Regions from separate parts of the Gossypium arboreum genome. Here region 2 is linked to region 1. A link is a contact called in public Hi-C data. All regions are on one chromosome and are shown on one strand. The core of a region is the stretch at or near the end of the contact, and the rest is flanking DNA. Distances in the headings are between cores, read along the strand shown. Region 1 holds the start of LOC108483962 (transcription factor bHLH74). Region 2 has its middle 15 kb from the start of LOC108484128.

Region 1 (7,724 bases), core at 3,008-5,507:
AAAATTATTTTCTTGTGTTCTGAATTCATGATCTCAATTTCTAAAACTAACTCATCAAAATTATCTTGAAATTCATCGAACTTTGAGCTTAGAGAACTTTTGAAAGTTATAGACTTTCGATGATGTTAATATTTTCCTCGATTGAGGTTTTATCTCTCGACTCTATTGAGAACTTTGGTGAATTCACAGAGTGAGAACACTTCAGAGTGTTTGAACAAACAAAACCAAGAAAATTAAAGAATTTGCCCAACCCTATAACTTATGGTATATAGGTCATTTACTTAACATTCTTCCCAGTAAATGACTTTTATGCCATATGTCATCGAATCGAGTCCAACTATACACAAATTCTTCAATCTTATTGGTTCCTATTCAATCATTCCGAAATATTCTATATAAATTTGTTAAGACTCAAATAGAATAACAAAAATCTCAACCAAACACAATACCGAACTTGTTGAAGACCCAAAACCCCACTAAGAATAGTATTTTAATTTGAAAATTCAATTAAAACACCTTAGAAATGAACATACAATTTGATGAAATTAGCCTTTTTTTCATTATTATTACAAGTTCTGTATAAATTTAAATTTAAATTAGCCTCTTAAGTTTTGTATAAATTTAAAGTCCCATCCATGTCTCTCGTAATGAGATTCAACCATAGCATTATTATCCAATGGACTAACCAAAAACATGTTTGGTTACCAAGAAAATTTGCAGAGGAAAAATGAGAACTTGATTACAAGAAAATTTTCTTAAAACAATTACCCAAGCTTTCAAAAACAACCATCAAACCCCCTACAAAATACCAATTACCAAAACAAAAAAAATTCCAACATCCGATATACATCATCTGTAATTCCGACATTTCATCTTTCCCTTGTCTAAAAATTAGGAAAATAACTTTTAACAGATAAAAAAAAACCCACCTATACACCTGAACAATTTTTTTGTTCTTCAATTCGCTTTTCCCATATAAGTTTAAAATCTGCAGTCAACTTGAAAACATTTCAATGCCTGGTTAGAAGGAACTAAGCCTTTTTTTTATTTGAACTTCTTCGATATGTCAAAGCCCCGGTTTTAACCGACCTGAAAATGATCCGAACTTGAAGTTAAAAACATGGAAAACCAATATAACAAAAATATAACTACAATGCTTGAATGAATGAGATACCAATTGGTCCCAAACTGTCCATCGCTGAACTCGAGTCGAATCCCATTTGAAAAAGATTTTGAAGCTCATTGTCTAGTACAGTCTGTAAGAAAACCGGAATTCGTTTGGATCAAAATGTTCTGATGAAGAACGGGCGAGAAAGGAAATGATTTTGATCCTTATATTGATTACCTGTGGTGGCAAGGGAGGGAATTGCGGATTTGTGTTTGGGATGCCCGAGATTGTTCCGGGAAAGATACCGGAGGAGAAAGGGTGAGAGGAGTTTATCCCGGGGTTGAACCCGACAACTGCTGCATTTCCACCTCGTGAATGAAGAATCTATTACAGGAGAGAGAGTAAGGATTCATAATCATTATTGATGGTATATATAATTTCTCAATTGTATTTGAAGAATTAACTTACATCCTTTGATAGAATTCTCTCTAAATCGATGTTCAGCTCCGGGTTGACAGTGGCAAGTTTCATCGACAAAAACTACAAAGAAGTAGAAAGGGAATAAATCATCGAAATATTCGGTCCTAAACATCATACTGCAAAAAACTGCAATACAACATTTCCAAGGGAGGTGCTCGTATTTAGTTACTGGCCTAAGCCAAGGATTTTACCGAGGAAAGAAAGACGGTCCGATTATTCAAATGAAGCAAATTTCCCTACTATACTTCTAGATTCGAAGTTTTTCTATAGTTCCTTAATTGTATTACTGTAAAACAAAAAAAACCGGTCATGGTTTCATACCTCAACCTGTTGTTGCAGTGACTGGACATAGTTGATTATCTCATCAAGCATTACAGCTTTCCCAGTAATCTAAAACAACAAAACCGAATCAAATAATCTATGATTTGTTTTCATTTTAAGTAAAGAGTCTACTATGAAACCATGATCGGTCTAGTTACCTTATTGCATCCCGGTACAAGTTCTTGAAGCAATTTCATCCTCTCACTTATCTTTTCCCTTCTCACCTACAATCGGAAATATTTCTGGATTCAATACGAAGCTAAAAACACAATAAACATCATACGTTTGATATGAAAACAATTAGTTACCCTTTCTGCCAAGCTGTGACTGTTTGTAGCCTGGCCCCTTCGAGCTCTAACATGGATGTAATTTTCTTTAGGAGCTTCTCCGGTTTGAGAACTGTCTTTAGCTTGTTTCACAACTTGTTTACCGCGTGAATTAGCAGTTGCATTTTGTTCGGTTTTCTGTTTCTTAGAATCATGTTCTTTTGGAACATCACAGCTTTCTCCTGAAGGATCCTTTTTCAGCTCTTCATCAGCATTCTAATACAAATAACAAAGTCGATTATAATCATGCTCGAAAATTTCAAAACTATTGTGATTCAATCAAACAATATACCTGGTTTGCTTCATGAACTCGTTTTCGACACTTCCCATTAGGTGAAGCACCAACAACACCCTCCTCTGAAATTTGAGGATCATCACGAGATTGCGTACTATTTGTCGAAGCCCTTTCAATGCCACCCTCATGATTCATAGCATAACCCTGGGTACAACGTGGTAAACTCATCGGACCAACCATTTCCGACAAATTCCCAGTACCAAATCCTTGGATCTTCGGAACCAACTCAACGAAACTCGGATCGGATTGATACTGGGAAAAATGGGAAGTCCCACAAATACCCTGATTCTCCATTAGGAGAGGGTAATGAGAATTGACAAATCCAATATGAGAAACCATTGAAGAACCACCTCCAAGGCTTTCACTTTGATTCAACGATACCATCGGATCCCAACCGGAACCAAAGAAAGGATCCGATGAATTCGAAGACTTGGTATTATACATCGAACTCAATGCCATTCCATCAACTTTGTCACACAAAGGGTTGTTAGTATTCATAAGGCTATGGTGTTTAAACCCTAAATCATCATTACCATCACTAGCCATAGCTCTAAGTTCCAACCCTAAAAACACCCCCAAATTCTAAGCTAACCTAGACCTGAACCAAGTTGATTTGACCAAGGAAAACAAAATATAATGTTGGCAGCTTTATAGAACTGAGAGGATGTTAAAGTAAAAAAGGACCAAATCCAATGCATCAGCCATGGAATCTCACAGGGACTAAATTGTTTACCTCTTCTCTTTCAAAAGTCCCCCCCAAGGATCAAAATCTACTCTTCTGTAAGACAAACAAAAAAAGATTGAATTTTTAAAAAACCAGATCCTAGATAAAGACCAATGCTTTACTAAGATCAAATTAAGGTAAAAACAACTTTAAAAAAATGAGAAAATAAAAGAAACCCAGATTCTAAATTTGATGATAATATCATAAATGAATGAACTTTACAAGAACTAGTACAAAGATGATGAAAGCAAAGTAAATCAATACCCTAAAACACTCTCCAAGAACAAAGAGAAGGGAAAAAAAAAACCCTTTTTTGAGAGACTATTATCAAAGCATCCAATTTTTTTTTTCCTAACTTTGAATTATGCAAGAACTGAAATGAGGGGGGCAGAGTCTAAATTCATAGTTCCCCTAAATTGGGTATTTTTTATGGTTACCTCTAAAAGCATCAAATGTTTGCTAAGCTTAAAATTCCACCTGAGGGAAACCAAATTCACCAACTTGGCGCTTGTACCAAACAAAGCATCAAATTCCAACCTTTAATATATATATATAAAGAGAACCTATAAGGCTAGAGAGAGAGAAAGCATATAAGAGAGACTGTGTTTTGATGTAAGAAAGATTAAAGATTGGAACTTTGCTTGTTTTTAAAAGACATACTAACTACTGCACTCAACTGCTCTTTGTTCCTAAATTATTACAGAACCTAAGCTACTTTTTTTGCCTTTGTTAAATTTTTTATCTTTTGATTTATTTATAAGTGTTTTTTTTCCCCTTTTTTCAATATTTAAACAATATTTAACTTAGATGCCATTGGAGATGTTCTTCTCTTCAAGGCCAAGCTAGCTTTGCTTCCTTCTTTGATCATTTTACTTTATTTATTTTTTTCCCATTACTGACACATTTTGCCAACTATTCTAAGACAGTCTTCTCTTTGCTGTTACTCACTTGTTTCTCTCTCATTGCCAACTAAGCCCCCCTCTTCATTTCTTTTCATAATTTTTAGCAATATTTTAAAAAAATCACATCAATACAATGTAGAAATACAACACTATGATTGTAGTTGGTATTATTATTAAAAAATATAATTTCGTATTATCTCTCTATTTAAAAACTTTCATTATTTTGGAAATTAGATTTTAAAAATTAAATTTTTTACTAATCGATTGTCCTTAAGGGCATTTAGATCGAGTAATATCTAGTAGTATGATTTACAAAATATAAAATTACTTAATCGTATTGCGTAATATATTACATTGTTTTGTTTGATTCGTTTAATTATAATATAAGATTTAACTTTTGTTTGACAAAATATAAAATTATTTGAAATTACAATTTACTAGTTTTATTATTGAATTATATTGAGAGTGAAAGTTAAGTCTGAAAATATAAAAAAATATAAATAGATAAAATGTTAAGTTTTTAACTAATAATAGACAAAACTCATTTTATAAATAAATATAATTAAATGTTCCTTGTGAGAATGTATATAAAAAATAAAAAAGGTTAATTTATGATTAATATTTATTATATTATATTTTGGTTTAATGAAAATGAACTAAAGTAGTTAAAAATAAGGTAAAAAATATACAATATTAAGATCGCTTCAATAAAGTCTCGACTTATATAGAAGTAATGGATAAAACTTTTATCGACATTAATTTAGCATGAATTTAAATCATATTACTCTCCTCTCTTATTTTGATATTGTATAAAAAATACTCCAATTATGACTTATTTTTGACATCTAAATACCCAAGTTTAATTTTTTTTCTCATAAAAAATCAACTCAATGAAAAATCATTAAATCAAGCATATAATAACTCATAATAAAATCTTATACTATTATTGATAAGATAATGTAATTTGATGTAAATGGCTCTTAATTATACATGATTTTGCCCTTGCTCATCATTTGATTCACATTGATTATCAATCATCCCCCACAAAACCCTCCTTTTTAACACAATCCAATTTCATATTCATGGAGTTCCAAAAAAATCATTTAATTATTCAAAAGTTTTTATTTAAGTAATTGGGTTGTTAATTTTTTTAATAAGTTTAATTAGTGAGTTCTAAGCAAAAATTCAACGATTGATTTAGTAGATCAATACCCATTGGCAAGTAAAATAATATGTCTCAGATCTAAGTGAATCTGATTTTCTATGTTAGATTAGAGTAGAAAATTATTTAAAAAGTCTGAACTATAAAAAAAGAGAAAAAGAGTTTTTGATTGGTGAATGTAGTGTGAATAGATAAAATCATATAACAATAATTTTAACAATCCAGTGACTCAAAATTTTTTTTTGAATAATTTAATAATTATTTTATAACTTTTTGAAGTTAAGTAACTAAAATATAAAATTACTAACAATTTGATGACCTTGGGTGCAATTTACCCATTCTGAATTTGTGATTGATGGGGATTGAATGGAGATGATGAAGTCAGCAATATGACAGGTGTCTAGTGATTGGACAAGTCACAGAAAGAAGACAGTAAACCTAGAAGCATAATATGATTTTCCCATAACACCAACTTTTTTATTAAATAATACATTAAATTGAATTGAATTAATAAGAAGAGGTGCAGCAACAAATCAATCTTTTCTTTTTGAGGAACATAAGGAATAATGGAATCTAATCATGAAATAAAATTTACCTTGTAAGTTGTCTGTGGTAAGGATTTTCCAGCTGGAGGGGTGCCCTTATTCACAAAAAAGCCACCCTAAAACTCTTGGTCAAATCCTATTATTTTTTGGTCAACTTAAACTCTTGGTTGTTATCTTGCTGGATTTATTTCTTATTTTATATTATTTATTTTATTGGCGAAATCAACGGCTTACTTAGCTTAGATTCTGTTAAATTTGAGTTAGTTGTGAACAGTGATGGCAAAGAGATTGGATCCGTATTTTTTCTGGCAATATTGTTAGAAAGAATAATCATAAATTTTGAATATATATAGTATAATAAATATTAAAGATAATTTTTTATGTATATATGTTCAAATCTATTTTGCTTTAAATTATTCATAGATCCGACTTGATCTTTAATAAATATTTAAAATGTATATATATTTAGATTCTACTTTTGATTTGGTTAGAAGATTATTTTAATTTTCATATACCATGAAATATTAAAATCTATATTTTAAAAATATAGTATTGCCATGAACTTCAATCTCGATTCCGAAATGGTTTTTTTTTAATCCTAGCCTCAACTCATTTTGAAAACTTACATATAATGTTTTATATTATAATGATTTTACAAAACTAAACCAAATATGTATATTATAAAATATTAATAAAATGATCAATAGAATTTTAGTTCGATTAGCATGGACATTGTTGCCAAAACAGGAATATGTGAGTTTAAGTGTGCTAAAGCGCATTACTTACCTATTTATGGGTTGAAGAGGGGTTATGGATAGTTTTAAGTATTGTATCAAAAATATGTAATCAAAATAAATAAAAATATTATATATTAAACCCAAGCCCGAAATGGTTCTGTCCATATTAATTTGTTATAAATTATTTTTATATAAAATAAATTTTAAAAATATAATACATCAAATAAACTAAAAACATTAAAATAGATGTTTCCTAACAAATTAAAAATATATTTAAAAATTTTTATACTTAAATAATACTAACATAGTTGCAACTTTGCAAGCAAACATCTCTAAAGTGGTAGCAAAATTAACAATAAAACAATAGTTATACAATATCCAAACAATAACAACAAAATGTTAACAACATAATAATGAAATGACAGCAAAACAATGGATTTGGGTTGACCCGGGCCTGTGCAAAAAAATCTTACTCAAGGTCTAGCCTGTTCAGAAAACAAGCATTATTTTTTATCCAAACTCATTTTTCAGGCCTATATTTTTTACAAATTTTATTACTTTTTAAGTGAGCCTTTGAGCTTGGGCGAATGACACGACCTATGATCGGGTCTAATAAACTAGATGAATTATTCGACCCATAGAGAATTCTACTTGACACCATGCATGTTAAGTTTTACGAGCTTTCAATTTTCCCATGGACTCTAACCCCTTGAGGTACAAACATGTACAATTTGGCCTGACCTCAATACCCATGGGGTGTCGAGATTTGGCTTGAGATTATTCAAACTCCCTAACTACCCAAATGAATGTATTTGGCTTGCCTCGAGCCTCACAGTATAAATAACCCCATAAATCCTTAAGTCCTACCTTATTCCTTTAGATTAACCTGAATTTCCATCAACAATAAAATCACATAGCTGCAGTTTGCACAAATATATATATATATATATATATATATGATACAATTACTTAGTTTTATCCCTTGTGTTTTGTCTCTTCATTAAGAAAGAAAATTCTAAAATTAGTTTGTTCAGAGATTACTTTGAGGTTTGTAGATGATTCTTGTGGCGACCACTCTCGAAATACTAACAAGTATTTCATTGTAATGTACTTTCTATATTATA
Region 2 (7,724 bases), core at 1,488-3,987, 44 kb after region 1:
TTAACCTTCTCCAAATTTTAACTGTACACTCTCCTAGAGATTCACCCTCGTCTCTAGTTAGGTAAATTTAATATTTTCAATTTCTAGTTGTGTCTTCATATTGCTTTGTGGTTTATTGCATTGAGATTTTTTTTTTCATTTTTCAATATCTGTTGTAGGCTTCATGTTTGTCGATTGTTGTAGATTTTTTTTCAATTTATGTTGTAGGCTGCAAGTTTGTTGAGTTTTTGTGTTGTTGGTTATTATGAGTTCTCTCGTTTGTTTTTTTAGAAAAGTTCTCTCGATTGTTATGAATAATTATTTAAATAATTAAAGAGAGTATATAAAGAGATAGGTAGAAAGCGAAGACCTTGTAAAATAGCCATCGTTACTATCTCTTCACCAGTGTTGTATTGTTTGTAAGTTTCAATTAAATTTCAATTTTCAAATCCCAAATTGCTTTTGTCAAGAGTTTAATCTATTTTCTTAAGAACAATTGCTAGCACATATTCGATTAATTGAATATTATTGTTAGAAAATGAAGTTTGGAGCTTATTTGCTTTGTTGTTTGTGATTTAAATTACCGTTTCGATAGAAAATTTCATTGAAGTCATAACTTTCAATCAAATTCCTTTTTTCTTGACAAGATTTTAGGTTTTTTTTCTCCAGCAATTAAGATTATAGAATGACTGGCAATTTGGTGGACTTAACTTGCTCTTTAACATTCTCTCAGTAGTTGACATAAATTATTTGGTTAATGAGTCTATATTTTATAACAAGGACAATATAGTAAAATTTGCTTTTAGGTAATTTTACTTTCCATAAACCAAACACTTTGAATCTTAAATTCCTAGGCAAATGAACTAAATAAAGTAATTTCACATTCTACTTATACTCTTACATTCCCATAATTCTATTACGGAATGCAATCTAAGATAACCAAACGCCTCTTTAAGGTTTTATACTTCAAAAACCTTAAGTATACTCTTTACAAACAAGGAGAAGATGAGCAAACTAACAATGAACCTCAAGTAGGTGTGTTTGCAAATGAGACTCTAAATACAAAGATTTGAGAGTAAGAAAAGATATTGCAGCAAGCTCTTAATGAAATATGTATAAGACAAATGATGAAGAAAATGAAGATTTGAAGTTAATTCCCTTGTGTTTTATGCTTGGATATTTCTCTTGTTTTTTTTGATGTGTCTTTGGCGTGTATTTATACTAAGGGAATGAGTTTGTAAATATTTGTAGTCGTTGGGTAAGACTTGGAGTTATTGCATCACTCAATTTGTACATTAACTGCAGTTGCAGATGAACTTGAACTGATACTACTAAAAAAATATAGTCGTTGGAAGGCAATGGTATCGCCACAACTAGGCTAGTACCGATACAACTCCAGAAGGATCAATACTTTTAGGTTTGTTGTAACACTACTATCTAGGGTTTTACAGTTTTGCTTATGTATCGAAACTATGCCCCAAACTTGTTTAAAATGGATTTAAACACTTAAAACATTTTGGTATTTACTAAAGAATATATGGATAAATTCAAACTCATTAGAAACATGTTTTTGAGTATTTTATAAGTCTTTGAAATGCTTTAAAATAGTTTGAACACTAAATGACTTAGTTAATATTGTTATATCAAAAGCTTGAGACATCAAAATTAACATCTTGCTTGAAATATTTTTATTGTTATATTAAAATTAATAAAGATGAATAGATAAAGTCAATAACAAAATTATTGATTTTTGAAAAGTAATGCTAAACTAGCTTTTATTCAATTAACCAAGGATTTTCGATAGAATAAGTTCGGTCAAGTTAGTTATAATGGCTACGATAGTTTTGTAATAGGTTAAAATAAATTATGTCACTCAATTATTAATTATAAATTAGCATAATCAAATCAGTTGTCTTTAGCTATTTTTTAATATATAAAAAATATTTTTTGAGACAATCAACTGGGTTTTATTTATTAATTCCAAAACAAAGCTCAAAAAAGCAAACGGGTTGTACAGTTAAAAGTGAACCTAACCATTAGGCCCAATAACCTAGCAAAAAGAGCATGCCTAGATTACCACATGGGAGCAAACAAGTTCAGTTTGGCAACCCAGCCCCCTTCCCCATATCTCTTTTATATAAAATTTTAATCAAAATCAAAATCTAAGCTTATTCGATTTAATTGACTTAACCGATCAAACCAAATATCGTGAAGTTGATTAGATCGATTAAAACCTAAATGGTCAATTAGTAAGCTAAAGTATTATTCTAAACGATCAAATTACATTTTAAATTTTTTTTAACCGAATCAACCGACTAAACTCTCCTACAAATGATTTTAGATAAAAAAATTTGATGAAATAGACTCAAAAAGTGGGATGATCATTTAAACCCAAAGTTTTGAAAATTGGACCAACAATGGACTTATGGAGTTATTCTTTACTATCTAAATTGGGCCAACAATAGGCTTGACCCAAGTGCATTGAAAAACAGATTAGGCCTCAACATAGAAAAGAGGAAAGTTAAATAGACTCAACCCAGTTAAATAAGAGTCCACCAAAGGAAAAAAAAGTACCGGGACCAACCGGTCGAGTGATAAAGAGTTTAGTTCTGTAACCTTTTCAACTCGATCCAGAAGTTATGATCGAATTATGAAGATAAAATTAGTCAAAAAAAATCAGAAAAAGTCAAAAATGGCTGAGCAAAACTGATACAAGAAGATAAACACATGAGCTGCAAGAATTGCATAGATTCAGTAATATGATATAACATTAGGGTTGTACGGTGGAAAATGGAGACTAGACAAAGAGGAGATGTGTTAGAGTCGAAGAAAAGACAAATTTGCAGACAAAATACTCACGGCTTAGGCTTTTAGCAAATGGCATTGTACACCCTATCATATATCAATATCATGGTTTATTATATTGTGTTTTTAAATAATAATTATACTAGCAAAATTGGACTAAAGATACTCACGTTAGATTCTGGACGCTGACAGCTTTGAATGCATATAATAATCCAATATGTATATATATGATCTGAAACTGAGAGGGGCTATTTAGCTATGTATGCTTTTAGCCTTATGGGAAAATAAAAACAAAACTGGCTGCCACAATCTGTACGGAGCATCATCCTCAATCTTGTTCCCGAGCCATTCAATTCATTTTGTTATCATCATTCTCCATAATTTAATTTTTGTTTGGTATAATTCTAGTTTTAGTCCCTTTACTATGTTGATTTTGTAATTTAATCCTTCAAACCCTTTACCTGATATACTCTCGCATAAGGAGGCTTGAAATCACAATCTCTAAGAATATGCAATGTTGTAGGGGCTAGCTATGTTATTACTTAGTTGGGTAATTTTTCAGCTTTAATTTTTCATATTTCATCTTCTTTATTTCTTTTTTTTTTATAATAAGGGGCGAAGTCAAGAATTTTATGTTGGGGGTCGGCATAAAATAGTAAAATTTGAGGGATGCAAAAGCTAAAACTTTTGTATTAAAGGGGATTAAATTAAAATATTAAATCTTTGGGAGGAAAAATGATAATTTTCATTTTTACCAAAGGGCTAAAGGACTTCAATTAAATTACTATTTTTTGAGAGGGACTAAAATTGCATTTTTTTCATTTAAATAAAGAATTAAAAATGCTATTATTAATTTGGGCAAACTCCACCCATGGCTACTAAATTGTTATTCAACTTCAAAAAGTTATAAAATGGTCATTAAACTATTCAAAAGTTTTCATTTAGTTACTAAGCTGTTAATTTTATTTTTTAAAGTCTAGTTAGTGAGCTCTAAGCGATGATTCAACAATCGGTACAATGGATCAATGCCTATCAACGAGTAAAAAAACATACTTTATATTCAAGTCGATATGATGGTTAGTGTCAGAAATCGAAGAAAGGTGTTTGAATTTTGATTCACAGTTTCATTATATTTAAAGTTGTTTCATAACTGTAGAACAGAAGTGAAATAAGAACTTTCGATTGATGTAGGCAATGCAAACGAACAAGGTCATGCAACAATGATTTCAACAACCTAGTGACAACTTCAATGAAAACTTTCGAATATTTCAGAGTCATTTTATAAATTTTTGGGCTCCAAGGTCCTACTCTTATCCCTGCACCTAGCTTCATACATGTTCAACACTTTTAACTATTGTTTTTTGAGAAAATATTTGGTGCACTACCCGTGAAGATTTTGGACTCCACAAGCAGGATCAGAGGTTGGCAATTGTTTTATAAGAGTAAATAAATATTTAAAAACTCATTCTTTTAAATATTAATATACTCTCCCTTTAAAAGCGGTAATTAATACGATTATCAATTTAGATATACTAATAAAATTGTAAAAATAAAACCATATTAAACTAAAGTAGAGCAATAAAATCTCAAATTTCAATAAAGGGTCTAAATCAAGAATTAATTTTTTTTAGCATACAATATTTTTTATAGGATTACAATTACAAATAGAGTATTAAACGAAGATATGTCCAACCAGCTTCAAAGTAGAATCAATTCAATATAAAATACACTAAACAAATAATCGGAAACAATCGAACCAAGTCGAGAAGAACTAAAATATTTTTCTATTTTACGTGAAAATTAATTTTTTCAAAGTTAATGATTATATTTTTAACAATATCATTTCTAGATTCAATTTTAAATTGTCTTAATTAAGATATAATATATTTTACGATTGGATCAAATAGAGTGGATTTAAAAAAAAGGAAAGTTGTTTACCATACAAAAACCATCTCCATTTTCAAGTTTTCTTTTTTCAACAAAACCTAAAAGGAAACACCACCGATTGGAATGTGAAAAGGGGGAACATGTACGAATAGTAATGTCAGGTGCTCTTTAAGACTTTAACATGCATTACAAGCTAAAGAGACACAAGAATGGGGGTGGGACAGTGATACATGCAAGAGACAAAATTTACCTCTCAATGCAGAAAAAAAATTTAGAAGGCAAGTGAATGCAATGTATGAATGAAGATGATGACAAAAACTTGTATATATAGCAGTAAATGACCAGTATTCTGCTGAACCAGCAACCATGTCTGGCCCCTAGGGCCAACCCAATTGGCTAACCTTATCCCTTTATTTTTTTCTGGTAAAAATATTATAGAGGTCTTTCTATTAAAATTTGAATTACATTTTGATCCTTTTTATTAAAAAAATAGATAAATTAGTCTTTATATATTATATCAAAGAATAAATTGGTCTTTCTGTTAAAAATTTCATTCATTTTTACTATTAAAAATTGGTATTTATACGTCAGTATAAGTGCATGTGGCACAGCATGTGTAATTGCTCGATTATTCCATCAGCTATGTCGGTTTTTAGTAGTAGGAATAGAGCTAAAAGTATTATAGAGGCCCCTATACTATAAATCAGATTACATTTTACCCCATTTATTCAAAAATGGATAAATTGGCCCATATACATTAAATCAAAGAGTAAACTAGCCATTTCTATTAAAAATTTTATCCATTTCTACTGTTAAAAATAAACATGACTGATGGAATAACCAAATAGTTACATGCAGCGTGCGTGTAAAATGGATGAAGAAACAAGTTTTTAACGGTAAAAATGGATGAAATTTTTAACAGATGAATTTGTTTGCTTTTTGATCTAACGTACGGGACTAATTTGCACATTTTTTTAATAGAGGGAGTAAAAGGCAATCCCACCCTCAGTACAAGAGCCTCCGTGTTATTTTTACCCAGATATAGATGAAATTTTTAGCAGAAATGACTAGTTTGCTCTTTGATTTAACGTAAAAAGATTAATTTATTTATTTTTTTAACAAAGAAGACAAAATACAATCTAACTCTTAGTACAAAGACCTCCATGATACTTTTACTTTTTTTTGTTACATGTCTTTCTCATATATATATATATATATATATATATATATATATATATATATATATGTATTTTGGAACACACCCCAAATTTCAAAACTTAGAAAAAATGTTTAGCAAATGAATGCAGGAACTTAAAAGGGTAAACGTAAAAGGATATGCAAATTGGGACCGAAGGTGGAACAATAAATGGTGGCATCAAAGTCACTATTCTTCAATATTTGTCATGTTAGGTGAAGTTTCATCTACCACTTCTGAAATTGGTCCTAAAATTTTATGTTCCTTTTAAATTTTTAGGTTTGTGAATCAAACATTTGATGCCATTAAAATCGGCAGTGTTGAAAGAATCTTTCAAAAGAATATTGTCCTTCATCCATGCACCTTGAGAGAAAGAAGACATGAGAAAAGTCAGAAACTCATTCAATTTTGGCTTTTTTCCCCTCCTATTTTGGGTCTAATTTTGGTTTAAGTCCCTCAATTATGCTGAAAATTTTGATTTAATCCCTCTACTTTAAATCCGTTGAATGATTTGGTTATTTTCTTTTATAATTTTATGTAAATTTATTATTGGTGGAATATGATTGAGAAGAGAGGCAAAAAACCTCGGAACTTGACGGGTTGTGATCCACACCAGCCCTATAGGTGTGGGGTTTTTTTATTTAAAAAAATCGATTTTTAAGAGGGATAGGTTGATTTTTCTATTAAAAATTTTGGGATTCAACTTAGGAAAAATTTGCTTTGCACCATCACGGTATATTTTTTAAAACGATCCTCTTTTAATTTTATAACTATTTTTACTATTTTAATTATAATTTATTAATTTTATACGAATTTATTTCATATATTTAAAATTTACTAAATATTTTCATATATATTTTTAATTTTATAATATATATGTTTGGTCTAATTTCGTAAAAATCAATATATTATACGAAAATTATCTAAAATTTCAAAATAGAATGGGGAAATATCATTGAAGCCATTTTAGGTTCGGGGCAAAATTTTTAAATAAAATCAAGTTTGACACAAGATAGGAAATATAAAAATTATGTCTAGGTCGGGGCGAGAAATAAACTATCCTAACCCTTTGCCATCCCGATGATGGATTAGATTTTCATGATTACGTATCCGAAAATATTTATAAGGAAAAGAGTTTCATGTCAATCATTTTAACAATACCAATTAATGAGAATATTATCGGTTTACATTTGGGGTAGGGGATGGAAATAACACAATTTAAATTCATATTAAACGGGTATCTGACAAGAGCTTTAACCAACACTCCATATAAGTCAAGACATGAGATTATTAATTTAAACCTACTAATAACATCGTAAAAGTAAACAGGAAAACCCTAAACCAAAATGGAAGAATTCAAGATAGTGAGAGACTAAAACCATAATTAAACCTTTTATTTTAGGATTGAAACTTGGTGGCATAATATCAGTCCAAATTGGTCACATGAAAAATGTTAGAACTGAAAAAAGGAAAAGTCGAAATCAGATGCTGGACGAAAGGAGCCACTAGACTTTTAAGGTCTCCCTATACGAAACAAGCCTCCTCCATTCACAACATCCCATTATCCTTTCCCTTTCAAATTTTTTGGACAAATTTACATGCACATCCTCAAACAATATAGCTTCATACTCTTAGCTGTTTCTCATGTACGTACCCTAAAATTTAAAGGACCATTTCTTGTCTCTTCAATCTCTCTCTCACTATATATATAAATCATATTATAAGAGGTTTATTTATAGCTTTAATGACTTTGAAATTTGGGATTCATGTTTTAGTCCGGTGATAAGATTTAATTTAGGTTTTAAGGTTGATTTGATAAAAGTTAATTGCTGATATTATTAGCTAACCTGAAATTTGA

The links. A called contact is a pair of places that touch in the nucleus more often than the background predicts.
Region 2: a contact with region 1 is called in a Hi-C map of leaf, with 2.5 times the contacts expected there. The contact joins the enhancer-like site here to the promoter of LOC108483962 in region 1. A contact is called at or near these places in 2 of 5 Hi-C or Micro-C datasets (both in leaf).

Annotation. Positions count from the first base shown.
Region 1 is chr6:140,564,672-140,572,395 of ASM2569848v2, forward strand. LOC108483962 (transcription factor bHLH74) reads right to left here and starts at 4,258. Exons shown (of 9, transcript XM_017787530.2): 1 at 3,692-4,258; 2 at 2,528-3,308; 3 at 2,218-2,451; 4 at 2,068-2,133; 5 at 1,910-1,978; 6 at 1,577-1,648; 7 at 1,346-1,492; 8 at 1,175-1,256; 9 at 714-1,089. The coding sequence starts at 3,076. The coding sequence ends at 1,067.
Region 2 is chr6:140,610,269-140,617,992 of ASM2569848v2, forward strand. No RefSeq gene overlaps it. Among protein-coding and RNA genes, the nearest start is that of LOC108484128, 15 kb to the right of the region's middle. Within about 2 kb of position 2,738, at least 2 of the 2 cell types and tissues checked have an H3K27ac peak or open chromatin away from gene starts, as enhancers often do. A contact at or near this core is called in leaf, where this site is marked.